Linked DNA regions of Oryctolagus cuniculus: region 2 is linked to region 1. A link is a contact called in public Micro-C data. All regions are on one chromosome and are shown on one strand. The core of a region is the stretch at or near the end of the contact, and the rest is flanking DNA. Distances in the headings are between cores, read along the strand shown.

Region 1 (3,019 bases), core at 152-2,651:
CAAGTATTTCTAAATATCAGATGACACTGTAGTGCTTACTGTGTACCAGGCACCAGTCTTAGTATTTTAAATATAAGACACAATTAATTTTCAACTAGCTTTATGAAATAGGTATGGTTATTACCACCCTCATGGCACAGGTGAGTAAGTGAGGCACAGAGATATGATGTAACTTGCCCAGAGTCACAAAGAAAATGAGCCACAGAGACAGAACTTGGGCTCAGAGAGTCTTGTTTCAGAGTCTTCTCACTTGACCCCTCCTGTTACACTGATAATTGGGCAGGAGACCCAGCTCCAAAACAGAAGGGATCTTCCAGGGGTTCCTTCCATTGGCAGCAATGCTCAACGCATCGCTACTGCTTTCTTTCATTCTCACTCTCTCCCTCTCTTCCTTTCTTTACTTTTTAAAAATCAAGGCCTACTCTACATACCACAAAATTCATCCTTTTTCGTGTACAGTTTGGAAGTTTTTGACAAATATAGGCAGTCATGTACCCAACACCACAATCAAGACTGAATATTTCTAGAACTTCATAAAATTCCTTTGCATCCCTTTAAAACACATCCCTGTCTCCATCCTAGCCCAGGGACCAGGGGAGGTTAGCTAGGCATCCATAACCTCCAAAGACCCTTGCACAGAATTCAAGAACACATCATGATTTATACATGTTCATAATAAACTATGGAAATATTAGCAGTGCCTGTGACTCAGTCACCAATGGAAATCACAGATTTTTTTTAATCACATCATCACAACTGCCTATATTGCAAAATATTATTTATATTCTTAACAACGTTGACACTATGATAGTTAGCAAGACCCATCTCTAGAACATGCTTTTTATGGAATTAATAAGAACCTTTGTTTTTATCACAAGCGTGTGTAACATTTTAGTAACTATATTTCCATATAATTTAATTAAAACACGTTTTTCTGACAAAGGACCCATATGCTTTGCCAGCTTACCAGAAGGGTCCTCTTTTTGAAAGCCTGGCCCTAAGAGAAATTATGCCAGGTTACTTCAAAATCTTCATGGAAAATGGAATTAAAAGAGATGCTTGTTTTGGTACAATTTTTTAAAATCCATGCATAATTTCTTCATAAAGTGCATTTTTCTCAGAACTTTGGATGGAAGAGCCTTACTGTTGTGGCCAAGTCAATCACTCATGACTTATTCTAGCATCCTGGGTAATAAAAGAAACAAAACAAGCAAACGTGCAAAATGCACTTTGCAAGTCATCAAACTAACATTTCAACAATTCATCGTTAAGTAATGATGAATTCTTCATTTCTGTGCGAGATGCAGAAATGAGTGAGTCACTACCGAGACAGATGGGAGAATAAGACGGCTTCTCTTTAGACTGTAAGTTGAACGGTGCTCTTTAGCAGCCAGACGCCAGGGTCCAGGAGGACTGTTCAACAGCGCCACCTGCCTTTTTTCTAGGAATCTGCACCGACATCAGAGACACCTGCTCTGCAGCCTTTGGAATAGTCACAAGGCAGACAGGGACTTCAGGGCCAGCCAAGAAGGAACATTGAGAATGGTCTATCAGCCACAACACCAACCATAAGGATGAGGCAGAAGCCACGCATTCACATTTTCCAATTATCTGGAACTACTTTAGAATCATGATTGTATTATCAAAACATAGGGCTTGTTAACACTCCCAAATTAATTTTGTCTTAATTAATTAATGTGATAGACAAATCAATAGGAAAAGAGGGCCAGGAAGAGGCAATTTCCATAAGAAATATAAACGGCTGATAAGTCTTAAGAAAAAAAATCCTTGACTTCACTGATAACCAAAAATACATATTAAAGAAATGATATCTATTTCTCTTACCAGATTGTCAAATTGGAATTATTTAGATGATAAATAAGCTGATGTCAAGACATAGGTTAAATGCCTTAAATCCCAACATGAAAATTCATAGTCGAAATACTTGTAAAGGCAATCTCTTTAAAAATTAAAAGATGAATTTAAAATTTGCTTAGAGACTCTGAGTTAATCTCTGAAGCTAATTTCAAGAGGCAAGACTGAAAGAATGAAAGAAAGATCCTAGATCACAAACGAAGCAGAAGCAATCTCAAAAATCATAGATGCTGATGATACTAACTTTACCTCTTGGGAATCAGCAGTGGCACTATAACAGCCTTTTACTTCTACCTAGTGCGGCCCTCTGGCTTTCTTGCACACCAGCCCCAACCCCTTGCTCTCTCCCACCGATGGTGACTTAGGCAAATAGAAGGTGGGAGACACGTTTTTGCTTTCAAAGACTTTCATCATTGTTCACAGCTTTCCACAGCACCGTTATCTCTCATCAATAGCTAATCTACCATTTACGGCATTTCCATAATGCTTGCGTCACAATATCCAAAGCTTCAGTGTGATCTCTTCCTTAAATTCCGCACGCACGTCTTTTACACTCAATAGTGCCCTGGTCAGAGAGGACATTTGATAAATGTTCATCAATTCTGCTGACATAATAATGGGGATGGAGTTAAATTTCACAGGAGACACAAGCTCCAGAATTAACAGCAGAGCTGAACTTGCTGCTCATTACTTTCAGATCACGCTCCCCTGAGCTGTAGCGAGACACTGTCATCTGCAGGTGGTACTGTAAGAGTTACTCTGTTCACACAGCACCCCCCACTGGCCACAGGCGAAAGTTCACTTCCAATGTACAATTTAAAAATTAAATATTGACCCTGTTGGCCTTCCACCCAAATCTCACCTCTACTCAATCTAAAATTCAAGAATACACATGGCCTTTCGCCCCCACCTTTCATGATACCTTCAACTGAAACAGAAGAGGGCGGACTTAAAAGACAAATAATAATTGTATCATTTCAAGTGTTAGGTGAATTAAATGCCTAGTTTAAAAGTTAGTATCAATGTCCTCATAATGCAGGACTTGGTAAAAAGTGGATGCACAGTAACACTTATCATGGAAATAAACCAAAACGAAGTGCTATTATCTTTACTTTTGGAAAACTTGGTTATAACTTGTACTTGG
Region 2 (3,019 bases), core at 347-2,846, 290 kb before region 1:
CAAACAAGCAAAATCATTAAGGACAACGGCTTTTGGGTTTTGATTCAAATCAGTAAGTAGCATATCTATAAAATAAAGGTCTTCCTTTCCAGCAAACCCTGAAGTTATCTTTTAAAAAAAAATTTAAAAAGACACTTGCAAGAAGTGACCAACTTTCCCCTCACAGCTGTACCATGTCAGTGTTTCAGAAAGTTCCAGCGTGGAGCAGGACCTAACGCGATTATTTAGCACAGGAGAGGCAAGACCCTGGGGCCAGGAGACATCACAGCCACAAGGCCCCCACCTGCGGGCCCAGGCCCCGGCAGCCATTTCTCTGCCGCACACCAAATCCCTGGTTACCTCCGACTGCACAAAGGTGACAGGAACGCGCTCGTCTTCCAGCATGCGTCTGGACGCCTTCTGCCAATACATGTAATCAACAAGTGATTTATGGTCGAAGCTTCCCGTCGGGGGCTTGTCCGTCTGGTCTTTCTGAATCATTCCCGCGGGCAGGTGGGGGTCCGGGGCCATGACCTCCATTTCCGACTGCAGTTCTTTCAGCTCTTCAGGGGACAGGTTGGCCAAGATGGCATCTTCATCGATCTCCCCATCAAGGAGCTCCTCATCGGAATTCCTGCTGGCTTCCGACATGCTTCTGTCTCTATATGACGAGAAAAGAGATAATCAGAGGTGACTTTCACAAAGCAGCAGCAAGCAAGCACCTCAGCAAAGTCCAGCAGACAGCAGAGGTCCCAGGTCAACCCACCCTGGAGCTGTCTTTTTCCCAAGAAGCTCAGTGGTGTTTGCTAAGCAGCTAGGAGTGAGTAGGGCTGAGCTGGGGCCGGATCTATATTAAGCAGGGTTTGGCTGGATGGGGGTCGATTTATGGAACTACTATGCTGCTCTCTTTTCGGCAACTTGAGTCAGCTGTGCAAATCCGTCTGACATTTCAGTCCAGCTGCTGGTGTTTGCCAGTGAGTAACAGGTCTCCACAAAGTCCACAGGAGTAAAATTAGTTCCCCAGCCGTGCGTTCTCACATAGCCACACACCCCTCACCCCGGCCATACCTATGCACTCCAGGAGAGCCGCTGCTTTGTATTGAAACGAGTCAAATAACTTACGGCCCTTGAGAACGGAGATCCAGTCACCGACCTGAGTTCTCTACTGTCGAAAAATCCACTTGAACGCGGCAATCAAGCCTCTGCACTGCAGCGCGACCCTGGAAGTCGGCAGAATGGCACCGGGCAGAGCACAGTGGAGCACAGCTCCCGCTGTTATTCAGACACGGTGTAAGCTGAACCTTCCGCAAGATGTCCTTATTTGCATCTAGATCCTATGATCTAACTGATGGGGATGACCAGCACTTGAATTTCCACTATGAGTGGGGAGCTTAATATTTTAAATAATTTGTTTGTCTTGTTAAGTATCCATTAAGCCAGGAAAACTTTTAATGGATCTCTAGTGAAATGTGAGAAAACCTCAAGCCATTAAAGTACTAGAAGAACCCCCCGGAAGATTTTTTTCTGTTACCTTAGGGGGCAACATGGCTGTATTTATCCAAAAAACAAAGGCCCATTTCTTTTGACTCAGAATTCCACTTTCAGAAATGTATCCTCTAGGTATAGTCTGACATGAGGTAAAATGACAGGTGTACAAGGTTATTCAGTGTAGCAAAGTACAAAACAGTGTGTATTGCATAATATTTGTGACAGAGGCTAAAACCAATCCAAGTTATTAACACACCATATCCTTGGGAAGATACACAGGAAATCAAAAACCTTGGATAATTTGGAAAGAGAAATACATTGTCGTGGAGACAGGGCTGGGAAAAAGATTTTACAGAATACCCTCTTATAACTTCCAAACTTTGAATTTTGTGAATATAATATTTACTCAGATATACACTTTTCTTTTTTAAAAGAGTAACATGGATGGTAGAGGTACACGGGAAATAAAATTTCCCCCTTATCTCACCACTAAGTGCTACCCTATTAGCATTTTGGTTTATATGTCCAATAATTTATTTTGGGCACATCAACTCTGTCATCTGGTTTATCTGACAGACAAAATCAGAATTTCTTTTTCTAGGCAACTGTATATCCTACTACAAAATAATTTTTAAGAGCTTCCTATAAGTAGCTGTCGTCTATGAGGCTGTAGAGTGGCCGGTGTTGTAGTGTGGTGGGTTAAGTCACCAATTATAATGCCTACATCCCAAATCAGGGTGCTGGTTTGAGTCTTGTCTTCTCCACTTCCAATCCAGCTCTCTGCTAATGTGCCTAGGAAAGCAGTGGGTGATGACTCAAGCGTGTGGGCCCCTGCCACCTATATAGGGGCCCAAGAAGGAGTTCCAGGCTTGTGGCTTCAGCCTGGCCCAACCCCAGTTGTTGCAGCCATTTGGGGAGTAAACCAGCAGATGAAAGATCTTTCTCATTACCTCCCTGTTACTCTGCCTTTCAAATAAATACCTTAAAAATAAATTTTAGAGTTTATTTAACAATACCATTTAGACTGTTTTCAATTCTCATAAGCACAAGCAGATCTTTAATAAATATCCCTCTATTAAAAAAATCCCTATAACTAAATATGAGGGTACTCCAAACAATTCATGGAAAATAGACAGCTAAATTTACTGATGCAAAAATAAAATCCAAAACCCATCAAGTGTTTAAAAATTCCATTTAAAGTTTGTAATGTGAAAAAAACAATGTACAGATTTCAAAAATGGTTTGCGCTGTGGCATAGAGGGCTAAAGTCTACCTGAGGGACCAGCATCCCATATGGGTACCAGTTCGAGTCCCGGCTGCTCTTCTTCTAGTCCAGCTCTCTGTTGTGGCCTGGGAAAGCAGTAGAAGATGGCCTAAGTGCTTGGGCTCCTGCATCCATGTGAGAAACCCAGAGGAAGCTCTTGGATCTTGACTTTGGATGGGCTCAGCTCTGGCCATTGCAGCCATTTGAAGAGAGAACCAGCAGTTGGAGGAACTTTCTCTCTGTCCCTCCTTCTAACTCATCTCTCAAATAAATCTTTTTTTAAAAAAT

Evidence for each region. A called contact is a pair of places that touch in the nucleus more often than the background predicts.
Region 2: a contact with region 1 is called in a Micro-C map of ear pinna, with 8 times the contacts expected there. The contact joins the promoter of LMOD3 here to the enhancer-like site in region 1. A contact is called at or near these places in 2 of 6 Hi-C or Micro-C datasets (ear pinna and an unstated tissue).

Annotation. Positions count from the first base shown.
Region 1 is chr10:79,918,328-79,921,346 of mOryCun1.1, reverse strand. All of the region lies in intron 2 of FRMD4B (FERM domain containing 4B), which reads right to left. Among named protein-coding and RNA genes, the nearest start is that of FRMD4B, 120 kb to the right of the region's middle. Within about 2 kb of position 1,401, at least 3 of the 8 cell types and tissues checked have an H3K27ac peak or open chromatin away from gene starts, as enhancers often do.
Region 2 is chr10:80,209,214-80,212,232 of mOryCun1.1, reverse strand. It overlaps LMOD3 (leiomodin 3), which reads right to left and starts at 1,596. Exons shown (of 4, transcript XM_008260919.4): 1 at 1,133-1,596; 2 at 340-640. The coding sequence starts at 630. It overlaps LOC138844081 (a long non-coding RNA gene), which reads left to right. Exons shown (of 2, transcript XR_011379486.1): 2 at 1-641.